Regions from separate parts of the Mus musculus genome. Here region 1 is linked to region 2. Evidence: chromatin contacts called from public capture Hi-C data. All regions are on one chromosome and are shown on one strand. The core of a region is the stretch at or near the end of the contact, and the rest is flanking DNA. Distances in the headings are between cores, read along the strand shown. Region 1 holds the start of Chrnb2 (cholinergic receptor, nicotinic, beta polypeptide 2 (neuronal)). Region 2 holds the start of Pklr (pyruvate kinase liver and red blood cell).

Region 1 (3,163 bases), core at 225-2,724, 630 kb before region 2:
TTCAGATCTCTTTCTGAATTAGTTATTGTACACACACATACCCTGCCCTGGACCTATGGCATAGATTTCAGTCCACCTTCACATGCACTGTGGTTGTTCTTCTCCCTGTCAGCTTGCTTCCTCTCCTGTGCTTTGCTGCCTTTTCCTCTCAGGCTCTTCCCCAAGCCCTTTTTCTTCCATGCTGGTGATTGTATTTAAGGCTTTGCACATGCTAGGCAAGCATTCTGTCACCAAGCTGTATCACTATCCCCTGGATAGTGATGGCACTGGGCATTTGTTAAATAAGTTGTTTCTGCCTGAACTTATACATATTAAGATATGTCTATCGTGCATTACAATTCTCCTGTTAAGCCCCCATCTCAAGCCAGGCCCTATGCTAGTTCATACTCTGACTGTAAAGGCAGTGGTTGCTATAGAAGTGTTTCATTCTAGAAGAGTCTGGCAAGGTACCTAACTCAATCTTTTGTCAGTCACAGATTCCCTGAGGAACTGGAATTCCTGAAAACACTCAAGTTTAAGTAAAAGGTAGGTAGGGGCACTGGGGTGATAAAAGAGCTGGAGGGAACTACATGTTTAAAAGACCGAGGGCTAGGAGGGGTTAAATAGTCAAGGATCTTAAAGACGTCGTCAATAGCTAGAATGTGGAGCTGAGACAGGCATTGACGAGATGAAGCGAAGCCTTTTGTCTGCTAAGTCTGCTTCAGACAGAAATCTTTTTGGTTGAAAGTGACCACTGATCCACTAAGAAAAAAAAAGAGGTCCTTTATGGGCTCAGTAGCTAAAAGTTCAGGGCTTTCAAGATCAAAGATGTCATTGAGTTTTGACACCTCTCTCATCTTTGCTCTCTTTGTGTTAGCTTCATTCTTTCTGTGAAATGGTCCCCTGATCTCCCCAGAACACAGCGTGGAAGGAACCATTGATATTGGTTGCTTATGCAGATCTCAGAACTTTCAAGGCCACCTTCTTTTCAGGAGGTCTAGACCTATCTAGCTTAGATTCCCCAGGAGAATGGCAAGATCTTGGCCTTGTCTGAGCTTATGGAAGCAGAGAAGGGGGCAGGTGAAAAGACTCTCTTCCAGAACTCCGGAGAAATTTGCTTTTCAAAACTAGACAGCACCCTGCTGCCTACTAAAGAAGTAGGTCCAAGGTCCTAATGTGCATATTCTCCGCTATACTCTTAGCTTTCCAGAAAACTAGAATCATCAGTTTGGGTAAGAACATAGAGGAAAACAGAAACGCCCCCAACCTACCCCATGTCCAGAGAGCCTTGACCTACTTGTCTCCCTCCCACTCTCAACCCTCCCAGTCTTGCTCAAACCTCTCCACGTCATGCCCCAACTTCGGAGCATTTGAACTCTGAGCAGTGGGGTCGCTTTCGCCTCAAGCACACCCCACCTCGGCAGGCCCAGTCAAAGGTCCCCTCACAGGGACCACCTTTTTTTCCCTGGGATCCCGCGCTTCCGCCTCCGGGGCGGAGACTCCTCCCCTAGTAGTTCCACTTGTGTTCCCTAGAAGAGCAGCCGGGACCGGCAAGAAGCCGGGACCTCCCCCTCGTTCCAGGAACTGCCGCGCAGTGGGCACTTCAGCCCTGGAGGCCGCGAGCCCCACCCGGGTGAAGGCGGCTGCGCGGCTTCAGCACCACGGACAGCGCTCCGTCCGCAGCCCTTGTGTCAGCGAGGCTCCGCGCTATGCAGGCGGCATGGCCCGGTGCTCCAACTCTATGGCGCTGCTGTTCAGCTTTGGCCTCCTTTGGCTGTGTTCAGGTAAGAATTGGCCGGCCAGGTTCCACTGCCTCAGCTAGTGGCTTAGGGCACCAAGCTCTGCCACCCCTGCTAGGACAAAAGGCGAAACGAGGGATTCTCTAGCGGAGGAGGAGCCTGCTGGGGGATGGGGAGAGACTCCAGCCAGGGTCGTTCTGCAGGGAGACACTGGAAAACTGATCTGGAAGGAAGACCCAGGCGCAGGCGCAGGCGAGAAACCTGGGAGAGGTGGAAACCTGACCATTGCAGAGAGCACAAAGCAAATGAGCACAAAGAGGAAAGAAGAGGCTTCTGAGATGGCAAGAGGGTTGAGATAACGCCTGACTTTTTATGACCTGGTTGTTAGAGGTGTCAACCTTCCTCTGAGTCCTGGCTCCCCATCGTTTCCCACTCCCTTCATCAGGATTCTGATTTGGGTCACCCCACAGAGAGGGACAAGGCAGGAAGGGGAGAGGGGTGAGTTCCCCCACCTCTTTTAGGATGGACAGAAAACTTAGAAGAGTAGAAAATGCCAGACTGAGGAACTCTGTGGGGTGTCCAGAAGAGGGGGCTTTGTGCAGAGGCACAGAAGAGTAGGGATGGGGAGAGGGGCCAGAACAAGGCAATGCACAAAAGAATGACAACACAAAAGGCTAGGAGCCTGCACCCACAGGTCAGGCAGGTCCCAATATTCTGTTTCAACTCACGGAGGCAGGCAGGACTTCAAGCCTTGTCTCTCTGATGCCTTTTGGGGGAAACAAATCCCCATTAGTCCTTGCAGAATGGTGTCTCTTTGGAGCGTTTGGACTCGTGGTGTGGTCTCAGGGAGAGACTTATCTATGAAAGACAATCGGCCAACTCTGTGGTTCTGTGACATAATTGAAAAATTTGCAGTATCCTTAAAGCACAGGACTGTAAGAGGCTATGACTTCCAGACTCCCTGAGCATGTGGGCCTTTCTGAGCCCTTCTGTTTACTCACTTCCTGCCTTCCCTTGCCCAGGGGTTTTGGGTACTGACACAGAGGAGCGGCTGGTGGAGCATCTCTTGGATCCTTCCCGCTATAACAAGCTGATCCGTCCAGCTACTAATGGCTCTGAGCTGGTGACTGTACAGCTCATGGTATCATTGGCACAGCTCATCAGTGTGGTAAGTGTGGGTCTTGAAAATTCTAGTTACAATAGTCAGCCCAGTCAGAAAGGTTTAATACACAAGTTTCCTTAGGTGCTTCCAGGGTGGAAGAGACCAGGGTGGTGGCAGGCCTGAGGACTTGGGTTGGGGCACCTTTTCAGCAGCTGCCCTGTTTTCCTGCAGCACGAGCGGGAGCAGATCATGACCACCAACGTCTGGCTGACCCAGGTTAGTGCTCTTTCCTACCCACATCCCCTCCCTCCTTCCCCTCTTATCTCCTTCAGAGAGGAGTCCT
Region 2 (3,113 bases), core at 470-2,969:
CACTGCTACCTGGCTCAACGAGCATTTGTTAAGCTGGGTGTGGTATTACATACTTATGATCTCATTAGGCTAAGACAATATAATATGGGCTACATAATAAGCTTGAAACTATCCAAGGCTACCCGAGACCCTGTCTTAAAGACCCAGCCTCAAGTGGAGCAAGGTGGCACATACCTTTAACCCGGCCCAGCTCTCAGGAGGCAAAGGTAGGTGGATTTCTGAGTTTGAGACCTGCCTGCCCAACAGCCAGAGCTACAACATAAGAAGATTCTGTCTCAGAAAAAAAAAAGAAAAAGAAAAAGAAGCAAATACAACAACACCCGCAACAACAACAACACCTGCAAATCTCACAAATATTTGTTGAATGAATGACCATGGCAAAGATAGCACAGTAAGGAGACACCAGAGTCATGCAGGCGGCCCAGTGTGGCGGCCCAGGGTTGGGTGGTCTTACCGATGGTGGCAATGATGCTGGTGCTCCTAGCGGCCACAGGCTCTGAGTCGATATCCAGAAGGCAGAGGTGTTCCAGGAAGGTGTCCGCCATAGCTGCGGGCAGTTGCTGCTGCTGGAAGAAGGCAGTGCCCAGCTCCTGGGTCAGCTGGGCCACACTGGCACGTCTCAGGTATCCTGCTGGCCCTGCGGTAGATGGGGACTCAGGATCCTGCACAGACAATCGCCTATCCCCCATGTGCTTCCTGCCAGTGCACCCTGTGTCTATTCAGCCCTCCGGTCTGTGTGAGGAGGCCTTCCTTCAATCTGAGTGTCACACATTACTTTGTTTAGTCTCCAGGGTTCTATGGAGCAGGCTGTTAGATGTGCTCTTTCCCAACTTTACAAGGAAGGAAAAAGACGGAGAGAGAAAATGCACTGTCTAAGAAAAGGGCATCTTCCAAGGAAGATGATTCAAATCTAGGTCTAGCTCAAAGCTGAGTCCTTACGGACCCAGTTACCGAGACCCTCCCCCACCCCGCCCCCCAGCAGACCACTCAGCCTCAGCACCCCCAGAAGCCTCCCTCAAGTCTCAAGGCATCTCATTCTCTAGGCCTGGAATCTCTCTGTTACTTTTCCTTGTTTACTTCCTTCTAGCTCCAGGCAACTCTCTGGCTTCCCCACTTCCCTCCCCTCCAAGTTCCCTCCATCTATACAGTGCGGCTCTATCCCCTGCCTGCCCCCTTGTGGGGGAAACCCCCGTAGCTTGACCCAGCCCGGCTCAGTAGAGCACCTTCCATACTGCTGCGTACCTGCTGTGTCTGTGGGTCTGCTTTATACTCTGCCTTTGTCAGTGGGATGGGGCCTGGCACAGACGAGATCAGTCCTGGTTAAAGTATAACCAGCTAGCATCTCTCTTGCCAATGGAAGCCTTGTACACTGGGGGCCAGAGTCCAGGAACCACGGGAGTGCCCCGTGGCGTCCATGCTGCCGGATCCCCTTTGGCCTGTCTGCAGAGCCTGGATCAAAGGCTCAAATCAAATTTAACAGAGGCTGTAGTGGGCATCCTTCCCCCAAGGCCTCCACCCCCAACACTGATTCTACCCTAATTCTCCTCTCTGTTCAGTGGCTTCCCTTCCTCTTCTTACCTCCTGGAGCCCCACTTAAAGCAGACTTTGCTAAGTCTTTTTGGGACTTAAAGATCCAGGGCCAGAGCTGCTGGGGTAGCTCGTTCTCTTGGACAGACATGCTTCCAAAGTGTGGGACTGGGGCTGCAAGAACCACAGACTGGGAGGAGAGTGTACCCTAACTGCTGGTCTTATCTGCAGGAGCCAGAGAATAGAAAAGAGGCACACCCAGTAGGCAGCCCCATCCCCACACAGAGTCCCTTCTGGAGGGCTGTCGGTTGTCAGTCCCCACATCTTCCCTTCCCCTAGGTCATCCGTTTTTCCTGGTCAATTTTTAGTCCATTCATACTGTCAGTCCATCAGCTTCAATAGAGACTAGTTCATCGCCAGTGATACAATCCTTTTCTCTTTGTATTTTATTGACAAGAATCTTAGGTATATTCTCAGAGCAAGAGCTTGAATGTGGGGACTAGATTGTGGAAAAGAGGGAGGAACTTTTTTTTCTCTTCTCTTCTCTTCTCTTCTCTTCTCTTCTCTTCTCTTCTCTTCTCTTCTCTTCTCTTCTCTTCTCTTCTCTTCTCTTCCCTTCCCTTCCCTTCCCTTCCCTTCCCTTCCCTTCCCTTCCCTTCCCTTCCCTTCCCTTCCCTTCCCTTTCCTTTCCTTTCCTTTTCTCTTCTAGACAGGGTTTCTCTGTGTAGACCAGGCTGGCCTCGAACGCAGAAATCTGCTTGCCTCTGCCTCCCAAGTGCTGGGATTAAAGGCGTGCGCCACCACCACCTGGCAGAGGGGAACCCTTTGATAGACGTTAGAGGGTATCTCAGTTTCTCGCATCTGTTCCTCTGTGAATCCAAAGATGAAACTATAAACAGTTCTAGGCACTAATTGATAAACTTGTTTAGATTGATGTTGACGAACCATATTAGTAAACACAGGAAGCCTGAGCACAGGGGAGTTCTTCAGCCATCGTGGGGACATCGCACCCAACTCACTTTTTACCAAGGCACCAGGGAGAGTGACCTTGCCTTGCTGACCACCATGAGCATAAGCTGCAGTCCTGCTGTCAAAATTCCCTATAACTACCCCAACCAACAGACGGGCCACCTGGCACTTACTTTTTTTCCATATCCCAGATGACCCTAGACTGGGGATTCTCTTGACCCCATTCTTGGGTGACTTTACAAGTTCAGCAAAGTTGCTAGAACAGTGGGATTCTCTAGGAAGGCTTCCATGACACTATGACAATGACAATGGCCAGTGACAACCCTGGAGGATACAGTGGGAGTCAAGCAGATAGAAAGATGGAACCTTCGCCCTCCATGGGTTTTAATATAGTGTGTGTGGGGAAATGACAGACTACTAGCAAATAAATAAATACTTTAAACTGGGTAAGGGGTGTCAGGCATGGATCATAGGACTGGGCAGGGTGGCCGGGTGGGACAGTGGTGTATCTTAGGCACCTCTTAAATAAGATGAGGCTTTCTTTAATGTGATTATGCTTAAGCTATTAAGGATGAGAAGGCACCAGCAGGGGCTGCAGGGGCAGCAGGGGCAGCAGG

Evidence for each region. Capture Hi-C pulls out chosen DNA fragments and counts their contacts.
Region 1: a capture Hi-C map of macrophages shows a contact between it and region 2, with 3 times the contacts expected there. The contact joins the promoter of Chrnb2 here to the promoter of Pklr in region 2. A contact is called at or near these places in 7 of 39 promoter capture datasets (the C10 cell line, embryonic stem cells, hippocampal neurons and 4 more), 2 of 115 datasets of contacts at active chromatin or transcription factors (bone marrow-derived macrophages and large pre-B cells) and 2 of 9 other capture datasets (liver and macrophages).

The regions. Positions count from the first base shown.
Region 1 is chr3:89,762,943-89,766,105 of GRCm38.p6, reverse strand. Chrnb2 (cholinergic receptor, nicotinic, beta polypeptide 2 (neuronal)) reads left to right here and starts at 1,474. Exons shown (of 6, transcript NM_009602.4): 1 at 1,474-1,763; 2 at 2,741-2,886; 3 at 3,052-3,096. The coding sequence starts at 1,700.
Region 2 is chr3:89,134,748-89,137,860 of GRCm38.p6, reverse strand. Pklr (pyruvate kinase liver and red blood cell) reads right to left here and starts at 1,719. Exons shown (of 11, transcript NM_013631.2): 1 at 1,579-1,719; 2 at 455-637. The coding sequence starts at 1,678.